4 separate regions of the Mus musculus genome follow, and regions 1, 3 and 4 are each linked to region 2. Evidence: chromatin contacts called from public promoter capture Hi-C data. All regions are on one chromosome and are shown on one strand. Each heading gives the region's core, a stretch centred on a gene start, on an enhancer-like site or on the middle of the called end of the contact. The rest is flanking DNA. Distances are from core to core; before and after follow the strand shown.

Evidence for each region. Promoter capture Hi-C pulls out the DNA fragments that hold promoters and counts their contacts.
Region 1: a contact with region 2 is called in a promoter capture Hi-C map of hippocampal neurons, with 5 times the contacts expected there. The contact joins the promoter of Arl6ip5 here to the promoter of AY512915 in region 2. A contact is called at or near these places in 2 of 39 promoter capture datasets (the HPC-7 cell line and hippocampal neurons).
Region 3: a contact with region 2 is called in a promoter capture Hi-C map of hippocampal neurons, with 2.8 times the contacts expected there. The contact joins the enhancer-like site here to the promoter of AY512915 in region 2. A contact is called at or near these places in 5 of 39 promoter capture datasets (the C10 cell line, cranial neural crest, hippocampal neurons and 1 more).
Region 4: a contact with region 2 is called in a promoter capture Hi-C map of hippocampal neurons, with 7 times the contacts expected there. The contact joins the promoter of Tmf1 here to the promoter of AY512915 in region 2. A contact is called at or near these places in 2 of 39 promoter capture datasets (cranial neural crest and hippocampal neurons) and 1 of 115 datasets of contacts at active chromatin or transcription factors (astrocytes).

What each region holds. Positions count from the first base shown.
Region 1 is chr6:97,208,371-97,213,090 of GRCm38.p6, forward strand. Arl6ip5 (ADP-ribosylation factor-like 6 interacting protein 5) reads left to right here and starts at 2,422. Exons shown (of 3, transcript NM_022992.2): 1 at 2,422-2,626. The coding sequence starts at 2,451.
Region 2 is chr6:95,332,431-95,336,614 of GRCm38.p6, forward strand. AY512915 (cDNA sequence AY512915) reads right to left here and starts at 1,563. Exons shown (of 4, transcript NR_033559.1): 1 at 1,443-1,563.
Region 3 is chr6:96,547,769-96,552,019 of GRCm38.p6, forward strand. The region is part of intron 3 of Tafa1 (TAFA chemokine like family member 1); the gene reads left to right. Among named protein-coding and RNA genes, the nearest start is that of Gm26011, 11 kb to the right of the region's middle. Within about 2 kb of position 2,768, at least 4 of the 459 cell types and tissues checked have an H3K27ac peak or open chromatin away from gene starts, as enhancers often do. A contact at or near this core is called in hippocampal neurons, where this site is marked.
Region 4 is chr6:97,176,193-97,180,728 of GRCm38.p6, forward strand. Tmf1 (TATA element modulatory factor 1) reads right to left here and starts at 2,932. Exons shown (of 17, transcript NM_001081111.2): 1 at 2,690-2,932; 2 at 1-776. The coding sequence starts at 2,831.

The DNA.
Region 1 (4,720 bases), core at 1,172-3,671, 1.9 Mb after region 2:
AATAAGCACGCTACTATTTCATTCTGACAGCCTTTATTCCTGCAGTTCTGAGAAGTTGGAAGGAGAAAGTTCACTGAAGTTGTCAATGCTCACAGATTTCTCTAACAGGCGCTGGGCTCTGTGTTCTCTCCCCACCAAGGCTTATTTACCCACACTGATGCCTTAAGCTTCGGGAATTCCTCCACGCCCTCTGATTTCCTGTAACTGAATAGAGGCCTGGCAAGGCTCTATTTAGCACTCACCTCAAGGTCTCAGAGTTGAGTATTTCCTGCACTGTAGGCCCTTAGAAGACAGAGCAAGGCAAGCATTTCCCCTTTGTGACTCCCCACTGTGCCTTACCAGCATTAGGAAGGCCTTAGAATACCTGCTAGCAGGGTACTAAGCAGTCTCAACATTTTTCTCCCATTTTATCTATTCAGAGGCAACCACAATGATCAATGACAACAGGACCTGAGATCAACAGCAGCAGGTGTTTATTTTAAAAGTATAGAAAACAGGTTAAAACACTGTAAACATCAACCAGAAAAATTAAGGACTCTGCTAGCTATTTGGTTTGTTTGTTTGTTTGTTTGTTTGTTTGTTTTTGTAATAATGGGGTCTGCACACAGGACCAATGCTGCTCCATGCTAGGCAAGTTTGATCACTGAACTCTATTTCTAGCACTCTTCTCGCTTTTTATGTTGAGCCACAATCTTACCAACTTGCTCCGGCTGGCCTTGAACTCACTTTGTAATCCCTACAAGCCCTGAACTTAAAATTCTCCTGTCTTGGTCTCCGGAATAGGTCTGCCTCACCATGCCAGTTTGTATTATTACTGATAACAGTAAAATCTGTAAATGCTGCATATACTAAACACTTCCCAAACATCCCTCATTTAGCCTCTGTGGCAGATTTTCTACTAACCCCGGTTTACCTAAGAATCAAGGAAGGCTGGGGGAAGTTAAGACATTCCTCCACTGGCCTGGAGAGATGACTCAGAGGTTAAGAGCATTTGCTGTCCTTTCAGAGGACCCAGATTCAAGTCCCAGTTCCCACGTGGCAGCTTAGAATCATCTGTAACTCCAGTTCCAAGAGCTCTGGCACCCTCTTCTGACCTCAGCAGGCACAAAGCATGCGGGTACAGCACATACACAATGCAGGCAAGACATTCATTCACAATAAATTAGTTTTGTTTTGATTTTTTAGGAACTACTTTTCTCCAAAGTAAATTGCTGGAGTCCATTGCCAGGCTATCCTAAACACCAGTGGCAGAAGACATTTTCATAAAGCCCCCAATGATTTCCTCAACTGCCTTTCTAATCAGCTAAACAACTAAGTCTGACTTCGCCTCAAGTATATTTTACTACTCTTTGTTTTAGGGTAAGTTGGTGGTCTTAGTAGAGCACTTTGAGTTTGGTTAAAAATTAACAGTTGCAAATTTAGAAACACTGTTACCTTAGGCACTGCCATCTTAGAAGCCTAGGAGTCAGGGGGATCCTGGACACCACAAGAAAACAACCCACAGCATCAACTAAGCAGGGCTCATAGGCGCTCACAGAAACTGAAGCGGCTAGCACAGGGCCTACGTGTGTCTGTGCTAGGTTCTCTGTGTATGTGTTATGGTTGTGTAGCTTGGTGGTCTTGTAGAAGTTGTTTTCTTAGGTAAATGTTATTTGTTTAATATTGGAATAAAACTAAGAAACCTTTCTGGCCTGGGAAGCCATGTTTCTGCCCAGGAACACAGAGCACCTCCAGCAGCTGTCTGCTTTGAAGCTGCTAAGAGCTCGCTCAGGAAGAAGTGAAGTCATCCGCTTCTATCTATCTTCTATCTATAACGATGGCACAACGGTTCAGTAATTTTGCCACAGGACAGCAGAAATGAAGGGCGAAGAAAAAGGCGAGCTGGCAATCACTTTATTTCAGTTCACTTCAGTCAAACCCTTGCTCCCATTTTTTTTTTTTCTAGTGTGATTTCACACAAAGTGACTCATGAAAATTGCACGCATATGTGGGGAGATTAGCAATACCGGACTTCAGTGACACTGAGGCCGGCTTCCATTCCATTCCACTTATATTGACAGCTGAACAGCTGCTTTTTTTTTTTTTTTTTTTTTTTTTTTTTTTTTTTTTTTCTCCCTTCAGGGCAAAGAACACACACAAGCGATGTGTTTAAAAAGAGATGGTTTGTATTTAAACTGCCAGAGAGAACTGACACCACCTTTAGTTTAGGTAGGGGATTTCCGCTAGTTACTTTTTGTCCTAACATTGGATAAAGCCCACTGCTCTGAGTCACTAACCACTTCCAGCCAATCACAGACAGACCAACACACCCGCCCGCAGCCAATTTTCTGAGCCCTGCCGTGCTTTAACCGCAGAACCAATCCGAAGGACCCGCTGTCATCTTTCATCCAGCTGGTTGTCGCTGCCGCCGCCTCCAGATTCCGAAGGCGAAGCTCGCGAAGCAGAGGAACATGGACGTGAACCTCGCCCCGCTCCGTGCCTGGGACGATTTCTTCCCGGGCTCTGATCGTTTCGCCCGGCCGGACTTCAGGGACATTTCCAAATGGAACAACCGTGTAGTGAGCAATCTGCTCTATTACCAGACCAACTACCTGGTGGTGGCTGCCATGATGATTTCGGTTGTTGGGTAAGTGGGGTCTTCTGCCTGGAGCACCTGTCCAGGGTCAGGACGTAGGGACCACGAGGACAAGATCGCGAAATGCAAGACTAGGTCCACACGGAGCGCCTGCCTCAGGGAAGGGTCTCGGGAAGTGGCCCACCCAGTGGAAACTTGTTCTCAGGGCGAGGCCACAGCTCTCTGAGGTCCCCTTTCTTTCTCTTTTTGCTCTAGAGGCTTGAGCAGGGACCCTGGGAGGGAAGAGGTGAGGAAAACGCTGAGAACTTGGGACAATGAGAACTACCCCCTCCCACGTCCCCGTGCTGAAGATATTCGCCTGTCAGATGTTTGTAGCACAGTGGGTGTTTTAAAAATAAGAAAAAATGTGGTGGTGTTGTAACCTTGTCCTGGGGCTGCCTAGCAAAGCCTGGAGTGACAGGGTGTGGACCCAGGGCTGTGTTTAAGTGGCCTCTCCGGCTAATGTCTGTCTATACTGTACATAGAACTGAGCTTCCGCTCAGGCGGATGCGAGTCTCCTGGTGGCGCATCTTCCCCTGTGAGGTGACTCTGGAAACGAGGCCCCCTGACATTTTCTTTTCCCCTAGAAGTTGCCGGACACGGTCGCTTTAGCTTTGCTCCTTAGCCTGGGGTCTTAAACATCTCTGAAGGCCTTTTCGATGCTGGTTAAGAAGTTTCCTGTGCTAAGTAAGGTTATACGTGAACATTCTGGCGCACATACACGTACACATTTCCGCACCTGTTTCCTGAGAAGCTGTTTTTCCTTGTAGGTTACCCTTTAAAAATGCTTCTTCCACCTTTTAACAAAATAAATGGTTATATTCGCCATTTTATTATCTCTTATACGAATTTAAATAGAAGGTTTTACAAAACACCCTCTTGCCCTAAAAGAAGTCCTTTTCTAAGGTTTCTCTTTCCGAACAAACCCAAAGAGAAAGAGAAGCTGCTAGGGAGAAAAACAAAAAACAATCCCAAAAAGGAGAGAGAAGAGATGCACACTCGGGGCTCTTAGGAAGGGGTGCGTGATAAGGCGCTGTCTTAAGTTGGCCTGAGGTTAGCTGGCTTATTTACTTAGCTACCTCTGGGCACCAGATCCCACGCCAAGCTCTGAGCGCACCAAGATGAATCAGACTTGAATTCTGGCCCAGGGACACATGGCATTTGCTGAGCCTCAAAAGGAGCAAACTCACAGCACGGAGGAGACTGGCAAGCTTCCTCATTTCCAGGCGTGGTTCGGAGTGGTCACCGGTTCTCAAATGTGGGCTCCATGTGAGATCTTAGCTGTGTGTGGCTGAAGGAACTGCCAACTCTGGGGATGGCGTAGTGTGCAGAGGACACAGGCTCTAGCGGACTCTGACTAAACGGGCAGCTGAGCAACCATTAGTCAGGGGAAGAAAGCCAGAGGCAGTTGTTCCTGAACCTGCCCCCAAAACTCTGCTTCTTCCCAGAGGACAGACTTCACAAAGTCGCTTCTTTAAAATAAAATAACTAGCTGGGCACTGCTGGTGCACGCCTTCGATCTCAGCATTTGGGAGGCAGAGGCAGTCGAATCTCTGTGAGTTCAAGGCCAGCTTGGTCTCCAGAGCAAGTATGAGTATAGTTGGGGATACACAGAGAAACCCTATCTTGAAAATCCAACAAAACAAAACCAAAGAACTCTAATAATGGGTTTACATCTCTTGTAAACTTTCATATTCTTTTCTTCCTCTTTGGTGGTTACCTAGTTATGGGGTGGATTATCTTCTCTTAAATAGAAAGGTTTGACACAGACCAATCAAATATACAAGGAAAAAATAAATAAAATCCCCCTCCCCTCACACTCAAAGCATTATATGTCCAGACTCCAGCACAGCCCTGGTCACCTTGTGGCCTTCATAGAACCCATTTTTCACAGTCAGCTCTTAACTAAATATAGCTCTCTCATTATGATCTTAGGCCACTGAACCTGGCAGTCTGGAGTCTTCACCTTTCTCATTTCTATGTCACATAGAACTATTAATTGTTAGCTACGTCTTTGAAGATAAAGAGAAAAGTACCTGTTGTTATATATCTGCAAAGAGCAGGCAAGGCATAGTAGCTTATGCTTATAAACCCAGCACTCCAGAG
Region 2 (4,184 bases), core at 313-2,812:
CTGACCCCCACACAGCTACTCTATTTGGTGCCCAATGTTTTCTGTTTGTTTTGTTTTAACTTCCCTTGCTTGTCAGTATTTTAAGCATGAGCTGTTTCATGGAAGTACTTTCAAACGAAATCCAGATACCCTACTTCCCTTGAAAAATGAGAGGAGCTGGCAATATTGGCTTGAATCAGCCACAGCTGCAGTTGCTGTAACTGAGGACCAGCTGCTGGGACAAATGATCTCTCCAGCCCCCTACCCTGTGCCACCTGGACTGCTCTTTCGCCGCAACTTCTGATCAAACCCACAGGCATTTGGATTTCAATTCTAGCATTTTTTTTCTTATATAAAGATGGCATTCTGAACTGAGAAAGGAACACTAAAGAGGACCAGGAGACTGAACAATCAATGTCCTGGGACTAAGGACCATTTGGAACTAAGAACCATTACCATGGGAAACAGTGGGGCAAAAAGGTTAGACGCATAAGAGAAACAGGATGTGGTAGGAAGCCATGGGTCCAGCCTTCACTAGCCTAGGCAATTTGGAGTTCTCTGGGCCACCATTTCTTCATTCAGAATATATGTTTAATGGCTGGTTGTAGAACTTAAAATTCAAGTAAGTATTTTTAAGCAACCACCATGCACCAGAGACTCTTGTGAACACTGGTAGGAGAACAATAATTGAAACAAAGCCTGTATTTATGTGGCATATTTGAAGTGACATCGTGTCAACCAGAACAATGTCTGGCACATAATAAAACTCAATACATGTCAGCTATTATTATTCATGATCTGTTTTCTCCTCAAAAGTACTACTTGCCTTTGGAAGTCATAAATCCATTTAAGCTTGTGTTTTACTTCCTGGTAGTGTCGACAGAAAGCATTCAGAATGATCATGAGACTTGTCCAGGCTTAGCAGACAGGAATACGATGATTGGTTATTGATATCTGCAGGGAGCTTGAGTTATGTGCACAGAAATACATCTGGAGGTTTGGGCCATGCTGTTTGGAAGACTTCCTTTTTTATGCAAAATACACATATGTCCTTGGGAGTATTCTCAATCTTTCTCAGGTTTGGTGTTCTGGGTAAATCCAAAAACACCATGCCCCAAATTGTTCCTTTTAGCAAACAGTTCAGAATAAGGCAAAGTCATGTTCTACTGTTGCAGGGGTCAACAGAAGCACACAGCTCAAAGGCCTATGATCTAGGGGGCTTTTCAAGAATTGGCCCAACAACCTAGCTGTAGAGATGACCCTTGTAGAGCTGTAAATCCAACTCAGTGGGACAGAAGTATTCAAATGCCTGCCAGAGATAGTAGAATAGCTTGAAGAAAAACACAAGAGTTCCAACTAAGATACATAAGCCCCAGAGATCATACCAGTAAACCAACAGGCCAGGATTCTTTCTACCTGTGTCTATCCACCCCCAAATCCCAGCTTCTCCTGTCTCTCCTCACCCCACTGGTCTTCAGTCCATTCACAGTTCCAGGCCTGACAGGGTAGAAGGACGCTGCATGGTTTCTCCTTCGTAGACATACCCCAGGGTCCAGCCTCTCCAAGTTGCTCAGGAGCTAATGTGAAATCAAGCCCTTCCCAGCAATGTTAAATAGAAGCTTCCTGTGTTCCCTTGAAGCTCCCACCTGCAGCACCAGTCTGGGGGCAGTTCTTCATTGGAATCATCTGTGTCCACTCACGTGGAAGCCAAATTCACAACAGGTAGCTGTGGTAGAGGAGGTCCCTGGTGGGTGAGAGAGAGGAAGCCTTTTGTAGCTTACAGCTTACAGGTGGACAGACAAGATGACATGCTGTTTTAAGAACCGCAGGGACCTATGCAGAGCCTGGGATATGGGCTTATGTGCTAGTTCAACTTCCACACATCGCAGAGGCTGCAGGCTACTAAATTATTTTCATCCTGCTCCCCGTTAAAATAGTGCCTTACACTCCAAGCCCCATACTATTGCTTCCAGGTAAAACAAACCCTGAATTATGCCAAATTATGTCTGAAAGTCGTACCGAGCTCCTTGGTTTCCCATGTGACATGCTGGAATTTCTTGATCAGAGCTCTGAGTGCTGGTCAGTCTCACTGACCTTGAGAAGACACAGAGCTGATCTACTCAGTCTCCACTCAGTCCCTGTGCTCCAGCTCAGAGGGCTGTAAACTTTTCTAGGCGGGCCAAATAACAAATGTGTTTGGCTCTGTAGGCCACAAAACTCCTTGACCTTGTTATAATGGAAGAGAAGAAACTAGAAAATGTAAACAAATGAACACAGCTGTGAGACAATAAAACTTTATTTACAGAATAGTGGCTTGGGTTTGGCCTACTGCTGGCTAGTGTCTGGATGTTATGAATGCCATCTAAAATAAAATCATAAACATAATTAAAATATTATGACGTATTCTTGCAAATTTTTTTTCACAAGGGGGATTGCTTAGTTCTCCATTGTGAGCTTTGTAGATGACAACATTTCCTCTTGAGGTTGAAAGCTGGACACAGCTGTCTACTCGTCTCTTCCCCTGATCTAGCACACTGTGTCATTAGTGAGTCTATGTTTAGTATAAAATAGACCAGTTAAACTTCTTGCTCAGTCTCCACAAGGGCTGAAAGCAGAAGTGGATGTGTGGTGTGGCGCAGTAGGCACAGAAATGTGTGGGTGTAGGTACCCCGTTTCTGGGCACAGACAGGAAATCCAACAGCAAGAACATTTGGAGGCATTTTAAGAACTGTGACCACGTGACCATGCAACCACTTCCTAGGATTTCGCTGAAACTTCAAGGTGCCACTATGCTGTGAGCAGATGTCTTAAGCTCCATTCCAGTGACAGATTTTATTTTGGGGAATCCTGCCCAAATCCAAATGTTTATGAAATTCTTGAAACTGAGTTGAGTGGCCTTTGGCCTCTTGCTGCACCGTCTATTTAGCTAGAACACCTAGGCTGGCAGACACCTTGCCCCAGTTTGTTAAGCAAGATTGCTTTGGGACACTTCATCTATGAAATTGCTGGGGAAAAAAGTAGAAACGCTCCCCATCCGACTATTAGGCACCAGGCTTGAAAAATAAAATATGACAACCAACATGGCTGCTTACAAAATCAGCAAAAAGTGTTTATGCAATTAATCTTCATCACAGTCCTTCAGTCATGACATTAGTGTCAGACATACCCGAGAAGAAATGTAAATTGTAGGTGCGAATCGATTTACCTCATGCATTCCACAGCAATTCCACTTGCCTATGTGTACACACTTGGGGCTTGTGGATAGTTAGTTACTGGTCTTCAGAAAGATGCAAGCTTGCAAACTGATCTGAGTTGAAAAAGAAATTAATGACAAAATAGTAACACTCAAACACCAGCAGCATCAGAAAACACAGGCGTACTGGGTAGTAATGGGTAGTACTGGGTAGTACTGGGAAATACTGGGAGTAGTGGAAGGGGCAGGTCAGCAACATTCCCCACAATAGGGGGAATTGAAATAAGGCTACATTGCTCAAGTCCTCCTTTTATTGAATTTTACCATGAAGATCTAATATTATGATTTGGGATAATTTGGGAGGGGCCCCAATTAAAAAAATGAGCACAGATTGGCTTCTAATGATAATTTCTTAGACATAGATACTCTTTCTCACTGGAAATAGGTCCCTGGGCTTAACAGTTTGAAATGTACCTGCAGATGTGAAGTACTCTGAGAACCAAGAAAAACATCTCAAAGTTCTGTGACTTAAGAGAATCATATCCGTCCAGTCGGGTCCACCTAGGGCACAGGCAGCAGAGGTGAGTAGCGTCTTGTTTCCTGAGCTCCATTGTCAGGTTCTGCCTGCATCACTAACAGAATACAGGAGATGGAAGAGAGAATCTTAGGTGTAGAAGATACAATTGAAGAAATTGATACATCGGTCAAAGAAAATATTTAACCTAAAAAGTTCATGACACAAAACATCTAAGGAATATGGCATACCATGAAAAGACCTAACATAAGAATATTAGGAGTAGAAAAAGGAAAAGATTCCCAGTTACAAGGCCTAGAAAATATTTTCAACAAAACCATAGGAAAAAAAATGTTCCGAACCTGAACAATGATATGTCTATATATAATACGAGAAGCTTACAGAACACCAAACAGATTGGACCAGAAAAGAAAATCCTGCTACATAATAATCAAAGCATTAAATGTACAGAACAAATACTACAGAAATGTACAGAAA
Region 3 (4,251 bases), core at 1,518-4,017, 1.2 Mb after region 2:
TAACTATTCTCAGTACTCAAAATTAGGCCAAATGTGGGAAAATGAAATTCCAAGAGTTCCCCGTGCTTTTAGAATACTAGAAGACACCATATTTACTTTCTTACTGATGAGGGTGCGAGTTACTCATGATTCTTTTGCATTGAGACTAAGAGAGTCAGGAGGAGTCTCCTGCTTTCTAGTTTGTTCTTGAAGGCTGCTACCACAGGGATTAAGGAAGAAAAGGCAGCTTTGTAGTAAGGAAGCTGCTATCCTTTCGGGGAAGGTGTGGAAGAGGGAGTAAACTCAGGATAATTGTAGTTATAAATATTAAACCGAGAGTTGAGGATATGAGTCTGTCTCAAAACAGCAGATGTGTCTGGGATAAAGGTTTAGGATTAAGTAACCAGCCTTAGGCAGTTGGTGGGCAAGGTCTTGGGAATGAATCCCACCTCTCATTGAGCCTGAGGTTTATGAAGTCTCATAGACAAATGCCTAGACAACAGCACATTAATCCAAAAAATGGAACTGAAAAAAAAAAAAAAGAATAACCAAGTAAGAGTGAAGTGAATTCAGATGTCTAGGTAGTGTAAAAGACAAATACGTGAATTTCTAAGAAGCATCAAGTATGGATAATATAAGGTCCACTATTTGGAAATTCAGATTCTCTTGCTGATATTAATTACTTTGAGTGGAGCTATAGGACAATGCTGGATAATAATAGTGATTTTGTAACCCTTCCTACATTCCAGGAACAATGCTAAGCCCCATATGTTTTAACTGCATTAAAGCAACAGTCTGAGTGTGTCAGACCAGTCTGGTCAGTCCTCTCTGCATCTGTCCCAAACCATAAGCTTAGAGTCAGTTGCATATTCTGTGTGCCAGTCCAATCTGGCCAGTTTGCACTACCTCAGTCCACTTATACCACATCCAACTGCCAGCCCTTGTATGGGGGCATTCATCCTGTGCCCAGATCGAATTTGAAAAGTATAACTCTCACTCTTGATCAAAGAAGCCTCTTTTTGTAGCAGACAAGGACCATTCCAGGAAACCACAGCTACTAAGAACAACTTACTATGGGGTTCCCAGCCCCAATAGATACATTTATAGTCCAAGTCCAGAGCGTATGGGTAAGGCACAGGTATCATCAAGAAGAAAGGACAGAAAGATTGTGAAGACCAATATACCTGCTGTGAGATTGTGTCTTCATATGTACCAGGAAAGCTGCACTTAGGAAAGTACAACAGTCTAGCTGCCTTAATAAGACCAAACAGTGGCAATACCAGTTGACATGCCATTGTGAATAGGGGAAATTTCACAGAGCACCACACTAGATGAACAGTTCCAAGTAGTCATTGTTACTGAGAAAAAGAGGGTCAGTGTTTGGTTATCCAGTCTCAAGTGGTCAACCCAAAGACATATGCAGATATATACATATGAACAACAGCATATATATGAACTAAATAAACTCAGTCCCAGGGGATCCAAGCACTGTAATGCATGTATTGTATTCAGATACATACAGGAAAAACCCTCATGTACATAAAAAAACAAATATTTTGAAAACTACACAGATATAATAGGACTACTGGTGGCCTAAGCTTAGGAATAATATGTTTTATGGTAAAAAGACAGGCCCAGTGGAGTTTTACTATCAAGGTGTTCCTAGATATGCATGGTGTTAACAGAGAGGGCATCTGAGTGATGGGTGATCTGGTGGTTCCTTCCCCAAATGCACAATAAAACCCATGAGCGAGATGAAATGGCTAAGAATGGTAAAGGTCTGAAGGTCCTCGAGGGATGTAAGGATATAGCCAGAAGCCTTTTAACTTTAAGGTGTATAGTAACCTTTCTCTATTTACTGTTAATGAAACATGACATCTTCTCTAGTCCTTACTCAACTATAAAAGGTATTTTAAACTTGAAACTCTTATTTAGCACCCCCCAAACATATCTACTTAACACCAAGAAAGTGTCCCACAGTTTATGTTGAGCAGATCCATGAATACTAAGACAGGACCAAAACTTGGGGGTCAGTATGCTCTGGTCAAAGAGGACCATTTTGTCTTGCATCAAGGAGACTTTCCCAGGCATGTGTGAAATTGATTGTAAATCACTCGTGTTGTTTTCTGGCTATTGGACATGCTCATTTAGCATATTTAATGTGTTTCTGACATTTACAAAGTGTCTAGCAAGCTTCGGACAATCATTATTTGAAGCATTTTATTGAAAGTACCCCTGAGTAGTTCCTAAACACTGCATTCTGTTTCAATCGATGCTGAATATCCCTGAAGAGGGAATTGTAAATGTTGAATACTGTAGCTGTCAATCACGAGCTCACATATTCCTTGTTTGAATGATGATATATTTTCATCTGAAACAGTACACATATCTAGGTGTTTGGTTTTTTTTCCTCCCGCTGCTATGGCAATGCTTTATTTCACTAAGACTGGGAGAGAAATGGATTAATCTCCAGAGACAAGAGCATTTGCTGACCTTGAACACTAGCAGACTCAAGGCTTTTGAGTTCTTTGAAGAATGATGGGGTTTGAGTGGGTCAGATGTAGTGTCCCAAACACTCTGTCTTGACAAAGGAGCCATCGCAGAGTCCTTTGCCCTTCTGCAATTTGTGCTGGGGATTGACAGGCCCTACATTAGGATGGGAGAGTGTGTGCAATCTGAAAATGCAGCACATTTCAAAAATGACAGAAAGGGTGCACATTAGAAAGGCAACTCCTCTTGGTGCCACACAGTCACTCTCTTCCTGTGATCAAAATGCAAACTGTAGCACTGTTCTTGGCAACTCCGGCGCATCCCATATCCACAGAAGAAGGATGAGCCTGAACCAGCAGGTGAGTGGGGTGTGGAGTGGCAACAGACATGGTAGGTGCAGAATGCAAATATGAATCTTGTGGTCATTAATTCCGTTTGATCGAGTATCTGTGAAGAATGTCAACTCTATCTAATGAGGAAATGTGCAGCAAAGCCATTTGGCAATGGGCAGCAGACTTTTTGTAAGCATCTGGCATGGGAATAATTTGACAAACAGCAATATGCCAGATTTGTGCTAGATAATTTTAAAGAAACTATTTGTAAGGCTTTATACTCATTATTCCCGGGATGTTGATCACCAACATCATGATTCAAATGACAGTTACCTACAAGGGGATTGTTATGGCTGAAGCATTACCATTCCCCACAGACCTCCATACACTTACCCTATATTGACAGAAACACCAGTGGCTCTCATGACCTCTTGCCTTGGTACCTTGGAACTTCAATCTTGGGAATTGCTTGGTAAAGTGGAAGGAATGAAATGAGAAATGAATTCTTCACACATTGCTTGGAAGGAGAACCACTGACAGGCATTCTCAACCAATAGGACTCCACTGTAAATGCAGAGCACAGGCGCAGCTGTGGTGGTAAAGGAACAGTCAGTAACTTCAAAACATGTGCCACTTGTCAGCTAGTTAGCTGGCTAGTCAGTTGAAACGTTTAACAAGAATAGGGGGGCAGCTCTGTAAGGATGTCCCACTCTCTCTGTAAGAAATAGAACCAATATGTGTCGTCTCTGTCTTTAAACACTGCCTATTCTAGCCATATATGCACTTGTCTGGACTGTCACCTGGTTCTAAGCACCTTGATCCCTCTATTCACCCACTCCTCAGTTGTTCCCATTGGTCTTAATGTCTTTCTTGCTATCTTTGATCTCAAGATCAGCTATTTCAAACATCCTTATTGCTAAGCCTTGATCTCCAAAGCCATCAGCTATGTCTATTCACTGTTTTCCATTGTTGAAGCCCCGCTATGGGTTAATAGAGACATTGAAGTCCTTTTCTGAGCTTTCTGAGTCTTTTCTTGAGCAGTTTAGACCCTATGAAAACTGCTTCATCCACCCTTCCCTGTGCTCAGTGGCAGTGTTTTGTTATTGTTGACGCCAGTTCATAGCAACTGCTTTTTGAGACTGCTGCTTTGCTTCTTACTTCCCCATGACTGGGATCCCTGTGGACAGCTTCAGCAGAGTTTGCAAGGGATTGCTAAGAACATATCCAGGGAGCTGAGAAAGGAGGATTGGGAAGTCAAGAAGTCAAGGCTAGCCTAGGCTACCTGGTGAGATTCCCGTGTGAAAATGAGAGGGGATGAGGGGGAGGGGACAGACAGGCAGAGTCAGAAGGAGAGAGGGAGAGGGAGAGGGAGAGGGAGAGGGAGAGGGAGAGAGAGAGAGAGAGAGAGAGAGAGAGAGAGAGAGAGAGAGAGAGAGAGAGAGACTGACTC
Region 4 (4,536 bases), core at 1,682-4,181, 1.8 Mb after region 2:
GAAGTCATCTAAGCGGCTATACTCGGGACAAGCAGACGCAGAGAGGAGCTGAAATGACGTCTGCATGAGGTGAAGACTCGACTTTGCATCCGAAGTCTCTTGCCTCGAACTGGCCGAGCTCTCACTGATTACACTCTCGTGATCTAAAACTTCAATGTCACTAGTGGTGGAGGTGCCCGACGAGAAGGAGCTAACAGGAGGAGAAGGTGTGTTGCTCTGTCTGTCTTCGTGTTTTTGTTCTTTAGGTTCCAAAGCCATATCCTTCGTTTCTGCCGTGAGAGACTGAGTGGATGTGGTAGATACATCTTCTGTTGTGTTTACATTAACTACGTTTTCAGACGCCTTCAATCTCACAGTGGGCACCTTCACCTCAGACTCTTCACCTGCCGTTTCTTCATGCTTGTCTTCAGGTACAGGTGAGGGAGTGCCCACGGCTGAAGTCTCTCCAGAAACACACACGGAGTCTCTCACTTCAGCTGTCTCAGAAACTCTGGACTGGCCAGGAGATGACGATTCTTGTAAGCTGCTTTTCACTTCTTCCTCTGGCCGCTGGGATTTAGATGGAGGTTTTGATACCACTGGGCTCTTCTGAATGGTATGGGCATCCGACGGAGAGAGAAAGGCACTGAAGAAATTTTCAGATTCATCTACTACAGTCCTTCGAACTGGCTTTGTAATTGCTTGAGAGGCTGTTGGGGGACTCTGAGGTTCGCTGCTTGTTGAGTTCAATCCCCAGGTTGAAGTGTCCCATCCTCCACTCACAGGGGGACTTATTCCTTTGACAAAATAAATTAGTTCATTAAGTAAAGAATGTTAGCATTCGTATTTAAATCATCATCAGTCATCAAGTGGGAGCAAAGGGAATTTATGAACTGCACCCTGTAACTCGGAAAAGTTAGACTCTTTCCTTACAGCATCACTTTATTAGTTTCCAGGTTAACTTTGGGCGTTAAAGAATAAAACCAGTGTGGGCCAACCTATGAGAGTCTCAGGAACAAGTACAAGACCAGACTTGGTTTTGCCAGGCCAAAGCAAGTATGCTAGCCCCTCGGAATACATGCTTAAAGTAGTGATCAAGGCTGTACAGCCAGTGTGAAATCCCAGGCACATGGCTCATCTCACAAAGACAGTTCAAATCTTCACTAACAGGCACATGCAGTCACAGCACTATCCAGCCACACGCTCATTTTATTCTTGTAACATTATAAACTAAACAGACAGCAATGCTCAAAACTTAACCTGAGATAATAGAGACAGTCTTTTTCAAAAATCATAATTAAACTGATGAGAACAGTGAGTTCTAGTGAATGAATTCACTTTTATGTACTTAATGACCAGTCTGCAAGTTCCCCTCTCTTAAACCCCAAATTATTTTTTCCACATTTTTTAAGATAGCAAAATTACCAAAACTCTGCAATTAGAAGCTTATGGAAAGGGTACACAGACTTCCTGAGGAAGAAAAAAAAAAAAAAAACAACTCAAGAAGCCCTTTAATAAAATCTGCCTCTTAACGTGATTCCACAGCTATGAGGAATGAAGAGTGTTGGGGAAACTGAACTGGGAACAGAGTTTTACATTTATTTGTTCAGTGTGTGAAACCAGAAAACAAAGCTTAAGGCAAGATTAGGTCTTCGAGGTAGCTAATTAGCATCCTCACGGATACCAGGGTTTAACTTTGCCTCTTGAAAAATGTGGTACAAAATTATAGTAACCACACATCCACTTAAACTATTCCTATTCTTCAGACCCATGTTGTTTTGTAATCTAAAACACAACAGATGATCAATGAAAATAGCATTCAAGAAAGCATATTCCATTTCAGACAACCTGCCCTCTAAAATAAATTATACAGCACTATCCATGTCTCAGATTTCGCCCGGGGCGGGGGATAATGAGTATCTTTTTATTTGAAACATCTGATCTTAAGTTTAGTAACTCCAGCTCTGGGGTCCAACCACAAAAAGGCGAGCTTCCCAATAGCAAGGTGCCACAGAGAATGAAATAAGATCACGATATATCTACAGTCATACATAAACTACGTTATCAATGATTCAACTTAGGTCCCGAGTTTTCAACAATGTACATCTAAAACCAGAAACCACAGTTAACTTTCATCCAAAGGTTTGCCCCAGTGTCTGTTGCTACACACGAAAAGTGCTCCAGACTCCCTTAGACGTAAAGACACAAGCAACCGAATAATCCTGGAAAGAGTAATTTCAGTTCATCTGAAAGATCTGGTGCTGCAAAAAGGGCTACAGTTGGGAACTCTTGGAGCACAAATTCTCTTGGGACTCTGCCCCGTACAGACTGTGCCTCACCTGGAGAAAGTTATGCATTCTGAGTTTCGGTTAGCTCCTCTGTAGAACACGGGGTCTACCATCCCTGACTCGGGTTGTTTTGAGACGGTGAACTTTTTGTAAACAAAGTCTTTTGTGTTCCTTAAACGCTTCCCGCGGGGCTCCGGGACTGGGGATTTACAAGGCTCGGACCTAGGGCGCCAAGGCGGAAGACGCCTAGCAATTGGGGATCTGGGGCTGTGCTCCTGACTCTGTAGTCAGGGGCCTGGGGCCAGGACCAGAGCTCGAGCTGACACCTGAGGTCAGCAGGACCCGCACCGGGGCCGAGGCGTGCGGGACTGGGGTCCGACAGCAGGCAGGCAGGCAGGCGCGACACCCCGGGACCCGCTTACCCGGCTCGCCGTACGGGATGGCCTCGGCCCAGGCGCTCGGCTCCTCCTCCTGGATGTCCAGGACCCTGTCGATGGACTTCTGGGCCTGGGACAGGGCCTGCTTGGCGAAGCTGGACAACTGCGAGGCATTGAACCAGCTCATGGCCCCTCCTCAGCGCCGGCTCCGGCCGGCTCCGGCGGCCTCAGCGGCGGCCCCGGCCCCACCGCCTCCCGCGGCCGCGCGGCGCTGCGAGCCTTCCGCACAGCTGAGCCGGGCCCCGCCGCGCATGCGCCGCCCTTCCACGTACACAACCACCAGATCCGGGAGCCGAGTTCCGCCCAGACGGAAGGACGGAGGCGGTAGCGTGAAGCCACATCCGGGAGCGGAGCGGAGCCCTTAGTTACCAGCCGCCTCTGGGCTTCATGGCCGTTCTCAACTGAGGGACGCGATCTGCGCCGAGGCCCAGACCTCCGGGAGCGACCAGAGCCGCGTGTGCCTCGCTATAATCCCGGCGGCTAGGCCTCACACTTATTAATCTTGGTACTCAAAAAGTAGTTGGCCAGTTCTCGCCTGGCCTGGATGTCTATGCCTGACTTGATGGGCACGGTCCCCAGGTCCTGGAACATTAACAGATGAAACCACCTCCCTCTCAACCTAATTCTGTCATCTGAATGGCGTTCATCAGCACACTCCTATGTTAAGAGGTGGGGCTTTAAGGAACTTTCTGGGTCACGAGATGACTGTGACACCCACGGGAAAGAGATGAATGCCCTATTAAGAGGTGCCTACGCCCTCTCAAGCATAACATACCAAGGTCACGCCAGCCATGAACTAGAAATAGATGGCTCTCATCAGCTGTGCTCGTCTTGGACCTCCCAGTCACAAGAACAGTAAAAATCAAGTTTCTGTAGCCTATGAGCCAGCCACTTTATGGCAGTTTGTAACAGCGGTTTGGATGGGTTAAGCCACTTGGCAAGCAATAAAATATTAACCCATCAGTACATACTGTGCACACTGCCTAAAAGATACAGCTTGTATGCTCTCTTTCCCACACTTGGTCATGGGAGAAAATTTAAAGTCGATGGCCTTCCTTGTCCAGTCAGCAGCTGTTTGGTTTGGTTCTAATAATGCTAAAGAAAAATTTTCTACCAGCATTTAAAGGCTAAATTTAATTCAAGCATTAGCCCTTTGTGAAAAGAGACTCCTACCCTACACAAAGAACCACGGGTACTTAAGGAATGCCGAAGCTAGGAATGGGGTAAATCTTCCCCTGGGAAGGTTACACACTACCAAATGAGCAGCCCCGAAATCATCATACAGACTGAGGGTTGTACTAATTAATGCATTTGAGAACGCATATGTATACACACTTATATACTTAACAGTTAATAAAAGAGACTTAATTTGAGAGAGAGCAATAGAGGTCTATGAAAAAGTTTAGAGGGACGGAAGGGAAAGGGGAAATGTAATTTTATCCCCCAAAACATTCCCTAGGACTACCAGAACTACTAACAGGATGGCTTAAAATGACAGAAATGCTTTTGTGGTTTGGAGCCAGAAGTCTGAAGTTGTTCACTGGAGCTGTCCTCCCTCTGAAATCTTCATGGAGAATGCACCATGCTTCTCCTAGCTTCAAGTCTGCAGTCAATCCTTTTGTTCCCTGGGTACAGGTACAGCACTCCATTGTCTAATCTTCCTCCCACATCCCTCTCACCTCTTCTAATAGGGATGCCTACCTTATCAGATTGGGTCCTCTGTATTATATCTGCAATGACTCTATTCTAATTAAGGAAGGGAGGGAGGGAGGGAGGGAGGGAGGGAGGGAGGGAGGGAGGGAGGGAGGGTTAGTTGCATCCTAAAGGGCTTA